3 separate regions of the Mus musculus genome follow, and regions 1 and 3 are each linked to region 2. The links are chromatin contacts, called in public promoter capture Hi-C maps. All regions are on one chromosome and are shown on one strand. Each heading gives the region's core, a stretch centred on a gene start, on an enhancer-like site or on the middle of the called end of the contact. The rest is flanking DNA. Distances are from core to core; before and after follow the strand shown.

The links. Promoter capture Hi-C pulls out the DNA fragments that hold promoters and counts their contacts.
Region 1: a contact with region 2 is called in a promoter capture Hi-C map of pre-B cells. The contact joins the promoter of Fam118b here to the promoter of Nfrkb in region 2. A contact is called at or near these places in 1 of 39 promoter capture datasets (pre-B cells) and 1 of 484 Hi-C or Micro-C datasets (CD4 T cells).
Region 3: a contact with region 2 is called in a promoter capture Hi-C map of pre-B cells. The contact joins the promoter of 4930581F22Rik here to the promoter of Nfrkb in region 2. A contact is called at or near these places in 1 of 39 promoter capture datasets (pre-B cells) and 1 of 484 Hi-C or Micro-C datasets (CD4 T cells).

Annotation. Positions count from the first base shown.
Region 1 is chr9:35,266,524-35,270,160 of GRCm38.p6, reverse strand. Fam118b (family with sequence similarity 118, member B) reads left to right here and starts at 2,356. Exons shown (of 8, transcript NM_194257.2): 1 at 2,356-2,438. It overlaps Rpusd4 (RNA pseudouridylate synthase domain containing 4), which reads right to left and starts at 2,280. Exons shown (of 7, transcript NM_028040.2): 1 at 2,083-2,280; 2 at 1,594-1,759; 3 at 1-196. The coding sequence starts at 2,271.
Region 2 is chr9:31,384,665-31,388,321 of GRCm38.p6, reverse strand. Nfrkb (nuclear factor related to kappa B binding protein) reads right to left here and starts at 2,130. Exons shown (of 26, transcript NM_172766.3): 1 at 2,052-2,130. 1700023A20Rik (RIKEN cDNA 1700023A20 gene) reads left to right here and starts at 2,274. Exons shown (of 1, transcript NR_165167.1): 1 at 2,274-3,319.
Region 3 is chr9:35,115,235-35,119,460 of GRCm38.p6, reverse strand. 4930581F22Rik (RIKEN cDNA 4930581F22 gene) reads right to left here and starts at 2,733. Exons shown (of 6, transcript NR_029475.1): 1 at 2,621-2,733; 2 at 1,115-2,092. It overlaps St3gal4 (ST3 beta-galactoside alpha-2,3-sialyltransferase 4), which reads left to right and starts at 2,597. Exons shown (of 11, transcript NM_009178.4): 1 at 2,597-2,763. LOC115487216 (a long non-coding RNA gene) reads left to right here. Exons shown (of 3, transcript XR_003948311.1): 1 at 1-291; 2 at 371-458; 3 at 2,173-2,261.

The DNA.
Region 1 (3,637 bases), core at 1,107-3,606, 3.9 Mb before region 2:
TTCTTTTCCACCTGGCGGGTTCTAAATAGCTCCTGGACTTGATGTGCCATGTCCTTCTCCCAAGCCAAAACCATTACACCTGTGGTTTCTTTGTCCAGACGGTGGCACAGATGCAAAGGTTCTGCCTTGTGGCCATGAAGCATCTTTGCCAAGATGGGCAGTACATCACTGATGCAGAGCTGGACTCCTGGGCCACCTACGGAGGAAAGAGCCAGAGGCTGGAGAACTCTTCTTGAGAGAACAATCTCTCAGTCTTGAGATAATAATCACCTTTCAATCTTGACAGAACAAACAATTGTCTCCATTTTCTACAGTTGTGCTATGAACAATATGGTGAGGATTACTAATATTAATAGGCCCAGAGATCTTAGCTATAAAATGAAATGCAGGCCAACCATTTCCAGACTATAAACTCAGAACTTGTATTTTAACAAGCACCCCAAGGGCTCTCAAGTAATAAGTCTGGGAAACACTGTGACTTTCTCTTCAGAGTCTGTGGGCCTGAGAGGCTTCACTGAAGCATTCCCTAGAAGAGAGGCTAAGAAGATGAGCTCTAGCTGAGTGATGGCGGTGCATGCCTTTGATCCTAGCACTCCTAAGGCAGAGGCAGTGAGATCTTTATGAGCTCAAAGCCTACAGAGTTAGTTACAGGACAGACAGGGCTATACAAAGCCCCTTCTCAAAACAAAACAAACAAACAAAAAAGATGATGGGCTAAGATCAGACATCCCTGGATTTTACTATTTGTATTCACCATCTGACCTTTCCAGCTTTGTTATCTATAAAATATAAATACCCGAAACAAATTATCCTCAACAACTAGAAACTTAAGCAGAGAATAAATAGTAAGGCAAGAACTCGTTACGAAACCTAGAGGAACTGCCACCAAAGGAGTGATTTATTCCAACTAAAATATTTTTTTTTTTGCTAAAATATTTACTTTCCTCCTGCAGACCTTTGACAAATGTTTTTTTTTTTTTTTTTTTTTTTTCCCTTTCAATTCTGACTCACTTCAGCCGTCCCCCATCAGAACACTCAGCAGCATCAGGACATCTATTAAGTTCCAGTCCCTCTGGGGTTACTGTGTACCGCAACCGTGTGTATTATTTCCTCTTCCCAGCCTTGTCTCTCTACCTCTCTCATTTTGAAATGAAGTTTTGCTGCTGCTGAGACTGATCTGAACATGAACACCGGATCCTCCCCTAGACCTGGGGCGGCAGTCGCACACTGGCTCCCAACTCCTTTTTCGTTGTTGTTTTGTTTTAACCACTTTGATGGAAAATAACAGTTAGCAAGTAACTTTTTGTATTTCTCCGCATCGATTCTTGTGGGTGGCTGTACACAGCCCACAGTGCAGAACTGAGCTTCTGTATCTCTCTGCAATAATTCCTGTGGGAGGCTGCATACAGCTCACTGTCAGGTATCTGCAAGTGGGGACTAGACACTGGTTTGTTACCAGTAGTCACATACATGGGATAATAAGGTTTAATTAACTTGAATTCAAGAGTGTCTCATGAATAAAGCTTCAGGGGTGACCCTAGATGGAAGAGGAAGCAGCAGCAGGTTTCTCTCCTTAGCCCACATGGCTCTTACCATGGACAGGGAGACCATAGGGTTTATTAATGACCACGAGGTCGTTGTCCTGGTGGAGAATCCTTCGGCTCAGTTCCTTAGCAAGCACATTGGGGTGAACTCGCTGCAGCTGCTGTGTGAATCGCACTAGTTCCTGCACTCTCCGCTGAACGGGGTTTGTAGGCACCTAAGGAAAGAGAAAGGTGGAAAAAGCTTAATGAAGGAGTGAAGCGCTGGGAATGGCCTTAAGTGCGATTTAGGTGGAAATCCGTGGAATGACTGTACTGTATAATTTGACTCATGTTTCCTTTGGGACCATACATAGCCATCTGTCTTATCTGCATACCCACGCGGTGGGTCTGGCAGTAGCAAAAGTGCGGTATTCCGACTACCACACAGAATATTCTCAACATTGATGTACTTGCTGTTACAGGACCTGCCTACCACACCCCACACCTAAGAAAGCCGTGAGAGCATCGCTTCTCGGAAGTTGAGTCTCTCTAGACTCACCCGCACTTCCTTTGCCTTTTGCTCTTGTTTCTGGGCTCGGAGCTTCTCTGCCAATCTCTGAGCATTCAGGGGCCTAGAGGAAGTAGCGCTGGAACAAAACGACCAGGAGCCGGGAGTGAACAATCTCCCGGGACGCGAACTCATACTCAAAAGCTGGACACCAGGCGTACGCAAGCAGGGCGCGGCCATCTTGGCGAGGGCGGGGCCGGACAGCGCGGAGAGGAGGAAGGGGGGGGGGGTGGGCCCTGCTGATCACGTGGGCAGGTAGCCTACGGGTCACGTGGGGCGGTGCGCGCTCAGTGCGGCTGCGCCGGCCGGTAGCTGCAGCTGGAGCGGTGGCGTTTGGAGCAGACGCGGTGAGTGTGTGGGGAAGCCAGGCGAGGGCTGGGAAATGCCGGTGCCCCAACGGTTTTCGCATGGCCCGGATCTCCATTCTTGGAGAGCACTGCCCTGGCAAGCGTGTCTCGCTTCGGGGCACGACTCCACGCAGAAACACTTCCCCGCCCCCGCGTCCTTAGAAGTGAAGCTGGCTGCTCCTCAGTCTTTACCGGCACCTGTCTGGTCCCTCTTAGCAACCAGGTCCTCGGCGGGTCCTCAGAGGGACGTGTGGTGTTCTTTCTCGTTTTCTTGCCGCTCGTCCTCCGGAGATCCCCAGATCTCTCATATTCCAACCTCCCGCTTTGCGACTGCCAACCCCTTTGTTTCGCGTTGTTTGTAGCCAGTCCTCCCGAAGATGACGGTTCTTTTCCTTCATCCAGGACCCCCGCCCCATACGTCCTACCTCGAGAGCGCTACGGGTTTATACTGACCTTTCTCTAGAGTTCGTTTCTTGGGGTCTCCTCTTTCTTCCCTTATCTACTCTTCCCAAGGAAAGTAAAGAGCTTTTCCCCCTTTGCCTCCTTTAGTCTTTCCTTCCATAGCTTGAAACCGTCGAACCCTCTCTCTCTCTCTCTCCCTTTCCTACAAGAGACTCCCGAACTGCAAACGACGACTCTCCTATCGCCAAAGGGCAGCTGGGAATATGAACAGCTGTTTTGGAATGGTAATCTCGAAAACACCTTGGGATGCGCATGCCGTTTGCTGGGGAAGCTGATGCTGAAGGGATGTCGTGAGAACTAGTGACTCTTCCCTCAAGATAGCCAGATTGCATTTCAGTTAGAGAATGAATAGTTGAATTAGGCTTGGGTGTTTCTCCCTCCAAAATGAATTAGCAGAAGGAAACCACATGTGAAACAGTTGAACAGGTGAATAGCCTCAGAAGACTAGAAGTTGAAGAATTTAAACTTCATGTGATAGTTGGATCTTTGAAACTTCTTGAGAAATCCCTTGCAAGTGGTATTGTAGAGAGGAATGTGGCAATACAAAGCAGGACAGATCAAAAAGGAAAGTATATCCGGGAAACCAACTAGGCTGCTGTAATGTAGATGATCATTAATGAAGCCCCGTCCCATTCCGCGGTCTTTTCCCCCCTGCTAAGTACTGTCCTTGAAATGTGAATTACCAGCTATACAGTCAAGGTGTGATGTGAATTACTGGAGGACTTCTTTCATCCCCA
Region 2 (3,657 bases), core at 881-3,380:
TCAATAATCTATTTGAACCATTATAAATCCACAGGCAGGATTGGCAAGACACCTTAGTGGGTAAGAGTGTGTGCCACACAATGACCTGAGCTTGATCCCGAGACCCACAGCAGAAGGAAAGAACCTCCAGAGGAGTGCTATGGATATCCGCACGCACGCACGCACGCACGCACGCACGCGCGCACGCACACACACACGCTGATGGTATTTTTAATTTAAGATTGTTTTTAAAAAGCCATTAACATTAGTAAACTCAGATACTAACTTATATAAATTATCTCTCAAGTCTTGTTTTTTAAAGCAGGGGGTAGGGTCCCATTCTGTATCCCAGTTTTCAAGTAATTCTTACAGCTGTGCTTATTATACCTATTATACAGGTACTAACTGAAGATCAAAGCTTGGAAATCGCTTACCCAACTCTTGGTTGGCTTGCCTGCAGATGTTAATATCATATACAATACTTCTTACATACTCTCAGTTTAAACTGTAAACACCTGATATGATTTTATTCATCCACATAAATTCCTAGGGCTCCAATCACCAGACTGTTATTAGCTGTCAGTGGCCAATCTGACCTTCAGATCCATGTAAGTTAATGCAAGCATTTCCCAAAGCTGGAATCAGTATGAAGCTGAGGCCACGGTTCTGAACAGTGCTAAGGCACAGTGAACTGGAACTCACCGCTGTACCTCAGTGGTTCCCAGCCTTCCCAATGCTACGGCCTTCGAGTTGTGGTGACCCACCTCCCAACCATGAAACCGCTTCTGTTGCTACTTCATAGCTGCAATTTTGCTGTTACGACTTGTAATGTAAATATCTGTGTTCTTCAATGGTCTTAGATGATCAGTCTGAAAAGGTCACTCAACCCCCACTCCAAAAGGGTCATGACCCAGCTGCTCTACATGTACTGGACTCTTATCACTATTACTGACAAACAGACCAACAAGCCCACAAAAGTGGGAAGAGCAACCAGATTCTACCCTGGGGCCGTCACTATCTGTGACATCTTACCTCACCAGGTGTCAGGCTCCTTACCTGTAGTTAAGGAGGAGTTGGACCAGGCCCTTCCTACCTTTCTTTTCTCTTAGGATCTTAAAGGGAATCTCCAGCTAAGTGAGCTTACATTAACAGTGAAGATCCTTCCCACTTCCCAAGTTCTCAAATGATAATGGGTAAGTCTGTAATATACCTAGAATGGAAGCTCTTTTCTGCAAAATGATTTCACGTTCTGACAGTATTTCAGATCAAGGAAAGATACGGCGAGTGTTACATGGACACAGCTGTGTGGTCCCCAGGTAACTGTGCGCGCTCATCGTCAGCACACAGAGAATTGAGGACATCCTGCACGCATGTAGCGCCTAAATAACTGAGTGAAAGTGAGAAAGGAGCAAGACACCTGCACGTAACAAAACTTAAAAAAAAGAAAGAAAAAAAGAAAGGAAGGAAGGCCGGCAGGCAGACCGACAGACAGAGGCAACCTGATGCTTAGAATAAACTCCTCTTAGCGTAAGTGGCATAGACAGCGTGCAAAGCCAGTTACCTCATCTGACAGGTGCACAATGTACACAACTCACTCAGAAGCTGCTTCCAATACCGGCGGTTGATTAAGCTACACATAATTATCTAGCGACAACCGCTGCCTTGCCACTTATTCTGCACAAGAACTCAAAATACAAAAACAGGGGCGCTGCTAGCGAGCCGGAACCCCGGAAGCTGCCGATTTCTAAGTGTTGGGGGTGTCCCGGGCTGCTTCGCTAGACCAGGAAGGCCTCTTCTCTGCACCTGGGCTAGCCCACCCTCTAGACCCTCGCGAGCAACCAGCAAGCAAGGACCTCGGACCGCAGCCCCACGTCGCCAGCCCCACCTGCGCGCAGCGCGCCGCGGCCCGCCCCTCCCCCACACGTCCTCCCCCTAACCCTCGCCCACCCGGCAGCCGCACGCCACGCGTGGGGCCCGCCGCGTGCCCACGGCAACGCCCCGCTTCTCCCTTTCTCCCCGCTTCTCCCCTTCCCCCGGCACCCACCAAACCCGACGCCTGGGCCCGCCCTCACCTCAGCAGAGTCCGCGGGTCTCACCCGGGGTTCGTCGGGCCGTGGGCTCCGAAACGCGCTCGCTCCCGCAAGGCGTCTGGGTACGCGCACGTTCCGGGCTCCGGCAGCGGAAGGGGCGGGACCTGTGGGGCGAAACCTAACGGCGGGGCGGAGCGTATTGGGCAGGACGGGCAGGGGCGGAGCCTGTGGCAGCACCTGAACCGCCCCGACGCGTCTGGTGCCACAAGCTACGTCGGTGCGGAGAAGGCACGATCCATTCTGTGCGGGGTTCTCCTGGCTCAGGAGCTTTGGAGGATAGAGCGATGTCGCCTTTTGTCAGCTGCGAAGCAAGAGCACAGTCTGACAGGCACCGTGCTAACCACCACTTCTTGTGTGACAAAATTTTTCCAGGGGATACTCAACACGACAAATCAAAATACCGAGACCACCCAAGTCCAACTTGGTGAACTACTATTGGGATTACTTGCAGGCATATGGGTGAGGGTTTACTTAACAAGAGCAGAAATGACTTAGCTGAAAAACCAAGGCTCACCCCAGCATGAGTGACAACTCACAAAAGCTGGGAACCTGAAACACTGCACAGCCTACAAGCAGCTCAACAGGTTGCAATGAGTCCTTTCCAGGTGCCTCAGTTGGTCTACACCTTTCCAGGCAGCTCAGCTGGTTTCTGCTGCCTCCAGGTAGCTGGTCTGGCCTCAGAGTCGACTTTGTAGCTTTTTCCCCAACTCAGAATCCTCAGTTTAGCGTCCTTCCATCTGAGAAGGTCTCTCAGCTTTTATCGTTTATTCTGGCAGAGAGGAGCCTAAAGAATCTGATCCGTTTCGGGGACTTCCTGAAGCTATTTTGAGTTGCTTAAAGAGCTTTTCTTGAGTTGTTTAAAGAGCTTCCCTGCAGAAGAAAACTGTTAGACACCACCACTCTGTCGGGAAGGCTTTGCTGAGGCCACCAGACAGTGGAGGACCTCTTGCAGTCTTGAAGGTTGGGAAATATAACACAGACTCTAACCCATGTCTCCAAGTCCGCACAACTTGCAGAAAGTGAAAACATCGACAACTTACTCTTATGATTCATCATTACGCCTTCTTTCTCTAAGACCGTCTTATTTAGAATGTCTTCTCAAGTATTCTACAGTTCACCCTCTGGTCCTGCGTGGGTTAGCCACTGTTCCTTCGGTTTAATAAACATGTCAGGGGAGCAGGGCATGCCAGGCATGTCCTTCTCTCAGTGGAAAATAGTGCTTTCCAAATAAAGCCAAATCTTTGCACCCATGCGCACGCGCACACACACCCACTGACTCTATAAGCGTCCTTGGATCAGCGGGGCATGGTGGCGCAAGCCTTTAATCCCAGCACTCGGAAGGTAGGCAGAGGCAGAGAGGCAGAGAGGCAGAGAGGCAGAGAGGCAGAGAGGCAGAGAGGCAGAGAGGCAGAGAGGCAGAGAGGCAGAGAGGCAGAGAGGCAGAGAGGCAGAGAGGCAGAGGCAGGTGGATTTCTGAGTTCAAGGCCAGTCTGGTCTACAAAGTGAGTTCCAGGACAGCCTGGGCTATACAGATAAACCCTGTCTCGAAGAAAACAAAAAACAAACAAAAAAGATGTCCTTGGATCCT
Region 3 (4,226 bases), core at 1,484-3,983, 3.7 Mb before region 2:
GGGGTCGCTATTTTTAAAAGCGCCTGAGATGCTGGATTGGGTTTATTTCTTCCTCAAATGGCATCTTGCTGTCCCTTCCTCCAGGATGTGAACGTGGCACATGTGAGGGACAGGAGCCAGATGTCTGGGAGGAGGCATATTTGTCAGGTAGCTAGCTGCCTGGCCAGCAGGAGCCTCCTGGCCCAGATGCACCTGCCTCCTCCCACACCCCGTCTCCTCCCTCTGTTTGAGGTTCCAGTGGTTGTCCCAGGAGTCAGGTGTTTGCCACATCTACCTAGGAGAACAGGACAGGTAAAAGAGGAGGCAAAAGGATGGGGATGGAAGCGGTTTGCTTGCCAGCCGAGTAAGACTTACTGCTGTTATTCTGAAGGTTGTCTTGGCTCACCTCATCACAGCTAACCTCGGAAAGGAATAGTCCCTTAAGGCCAAAGCCCAGCTTGTTACATCCCTGACTCATGGTAAGCAACTTGTAGTGTCCTGTCAAGGGGTGCAGTGGGATTGGCAAGAACCTAGAACCCAGAAGTCTAGGATGAAAGAAGTCCTTATGTTAGAATCGCTTCCTTCTCTTCCTCAGAGATACAGGGGATTCTAAGTTGCTGGTTCAGCTTCTGTCTGTACTGTTAAGAAACTGTGTAATCTTGGTTCTCAGAAGGGTGAGGCAGGAGGATCACAAGTTCTAGGTCAGCCTGGGTTACTTAGTGGGATTTTTTTTTTCCCCTAAGGGGTGCTGGTGGAGGAAGAAGAAAGTGCAAGAGACAAGTCATAAACACATAGTAAGATAAAGTGGATGATGGGGGCTAGGATAGGCTTGACGCTGTGCTTCTGAGTGCATGCATGTTATATGTTTAAAAGGCATTTGTCTGCATGTTTATTGAGCACATATATATCATATGGTGATTTCAGGACAAGTTCCCCTCCATTGTCTCATTCAATACTAATAATGCTCTTTGAATAAGCTCAGTTATTTCCACTGATCTTTTTTTTCCCCCCCATTAAGAAAAGGAAAGCTATTTAGTGGCAGAAGCAGGATTAGGACTCAAGTCTCTAGGCTCAAAAGAAAGAAGAAAAAAAAAGCTGATTCTTAAGCTCAATTTTATGGTAGAAGGATTTTTACCTTTAGCAAGAACTTGTCTTTGTACCTAGTTTGGTGAAGACTTATCCAGGTTTGGAGGCCGGGCAACTGTTTCTTGAATCAACTTGCCAGACATATTTCAGTTGTTCTTTCTCCCCGAGCAGTTTTTCTTTTGCCTTCTTCTTTTTCCCTTGCCAAACACAGAGACATAGTCATTGTATTGTCTATTCCCAGCTTAGCTCCAGACCAGGACATGAAATGTAATAAATATTTGTTGAGTGACTAGGTGACTGTCAGGCCAAAGGTACCATTCAAATAAAACTAGGTTTTGGTGAGCTGCCAAAGAGCTTCCACCTATGCAAGGTATAATTCAGATGGAAACAGCCGGAATGGAAGAAGCTGGAGGCCACCTCTTCGTTTTGTTGTGAATTGGAGAGTCCCAACACATGAGACCTCCAGCTTCCCCTGACGATGACTTTAAACTCCGTTAAAACCCTGGGCACTTACTGTCAGTTATTCACATCTTACTTACACTTAGTCACATCCTGTGCCGCCTGTTTCTTGATGGGAGTCCAGCACAACACCCGCCACCCCTTCTCTGCAACTAGATAGCAAGCTTCCGGGGGAAGGGGGACTGGATCTAATACTTTCCTTGTAGCCCCAGGGTGCTCAAGCTAGGAACTGGGTAACACTGTGCTGACTCCTGAAATGGACAGTCCTGCAGGGTGGTTTCTGCACTGTTTGCAGTCCAGGCAATTCTAGAGCCCACGGCATCAGGGTTAAAGGCTTGAAGGGGTTTCCTCTGGAGACAGGATGCCTGGCGCCTTCAGCAAGAACGGAAACTGAGAAGTTATCCAAGGCTAAGAGAGGGTATGCAAAGGAGGAAGAGCTAAGGGAGCAGTTTGGGGCGCATAGGCCGGCCTGGGGCAGAGAAAAGGCTCGTCAATTTAGGTCACCTGACTGCCATGAGGGCATGGGAGGATATTGGAAGGATGGACTTCTATTCCTGTTCTTGAGTTTCTGTAGAGAGAAAAGGATACTTTTTTTTTTTTTAACCGCGCGGGGACAGCAAAGAAGCCTTTCTTGGTTATTGTTTCCAGGAGAGCGTGGGATCAGTGCTAGAGGCAACGTTGGGCATACTCATCTTGGAGCCATTCACAGGCAGCGCTTGCCCTGGGTTTGCCCTCACCCGATCCAGCCTCCCGCACCCCGGCCGTCTCTCTCCAGGCCAGGGAGGCCTCCAGGCCAACCCCAGTCTCCCCGCGGCCTCACACCCTCGCCCTCCTTCCTCTGCGCCCTCCCTCCCTCCTTACTCCCTCCTTTCTCTGCGTCCTCCCTCCTTCGGCGCGCCCTCCCTCCTCGATGCCCTCCCTCCCTTCTTAGCTCCCTCCTTTCTCCGCGCCCTCCCTCTCTCGGTGCGCCCTCCCTCCAGCGCGGCGTTCGCGGCTGTCGGCTTCCCGACCGTGTGCGCAAGCGTGTCCGGCCCCTTCCCCGCCCCCCGCCCCCCGCCCAAGCCCTGGCCCCCGCCTCCCCTTCAGGCGGACTTGCCCGCTCCCAGGCCGGCCCCGCTCCCGGGACAGGGACCGGGCCGAGCGGAGCCACTGCGCCAGTGCTGCCCCGCCAGTCGGGGCGCCTAACGGATCGGAGCTGCGCGCGGATTTACCTCGCCCCGCCCCGCTCCACCCGCGAGGGTGAGTACGCGGCAGCCGGGCTCTGGGGCCCCGCGGCGGAGGGCGGGGAGTGACGGGGCTGCGAGGCTGCAGCCTCCCGCCACGGCTCGGAGAGGTGGTCGGGGGGCCCCGCACGTGGACGCCACGCTGCACGGGGTTGGTGTAGGGTGGCCACAGCCCTGGGGAGCTGGGTCCCTTGCTTGGACTAGATTTTCGCGGGAAGCCTGACTTGTCTCGCTCTCTAGGAGTGAGTGAGCAGGACAATCCTCCGGAAAGTTTCTAACCCCCAACCCTGTCGCTCTTGCGTCCTAGCTGAATGGGTGACTATCACCTCTAGCATCCTCCGAAGTCAGGACGTGTGGGCTGGCTTTGCTAGAGGTGACAAGTTTTGCAGGGTCTGCCTGTGTGCTGGAGTTGCAAGGTCGCTGAGGCAAAGCCCAAAGGTGGGCTTGCCAAATTGCAGGGTGGCTGTGTCCAGGGATTAGGGGGGGTCTTTGGGCCAACTGTGCTTCAAAGTTGCCTGGGTAATGGGCAGTGAGAAGGCCTAGGATAAGACTGAGAAGTTAACCTAGAGCTGGGGCAGAACCCTTGTCTATGTCTGTTCTAGGTGCCTCTCTGAGACCCTTGCTGGCTGAGACCTATGGGCAGCCCCGAGATGCCAACGTGTCTTGTACCACTGCCATTCCTCCCAGACCGAGGGGTAGACTTTCTGGTTTATGAGTCTGATCTACTCTGTTCTCTGTCCTCTAGGCTAGATCCTCCCCCCCCCCTCCCCCCGGTCAGGCTTAAAAGGCTAGTCTGGGTTTGAATAGTACCACAGTGATAGTTGTCTCTCACAAGGGGCACACACCAATACCACAGGGCAGGGTCAGTGCTACAGATCCCACTTGGCCCCTCCAGGCCTCTCTACCCAGGGGGTTGTAAACGAATTGATATGTGTAAGTATCAGGGGTACAGAGGGAATGTTGTGAGTTTGCTAGTGAAACACCATCCATAACCTTACTTTCCCAGGCACCCCTAGAGTGCTACCTAGGAGGTGCCAGTCACTTAGGGCCTCAGAAATAACTGGACATGTTTTGTTCTGTTGGGAGTTGGTCTGCAAACATCCTTTGAGAAAACTGACACCGCTCGGCTTCCTCAAACTTATTCTGCCTCTGCCCTACTCTGAGCATCCCCTATGGCCTGTCCTGTTGCATAGGGGAAGGCATCTTTGGCTGCTTACTGAACCCTGGGCCTCACCTCCCACTCATTTCACCCTCCTCAACACATCCGATCCCCCAGCCCCACTACAGCAAGCCAGGAGTTGGGCCAGTCCCCAAAGATTTCAAGGTGATGATGGAGATAAAGAGAGGTATGCAGGCAGAAGTCATAAAAGTAAATTAGGGACTGGGGGTGTGGTTCAGTGACAGACGGAGCTGCCTACAATCCCAGTACTGGGGGGGGGGGCGGCGGGGGGGGGGGAGGACGGACAACGACACAAGGAA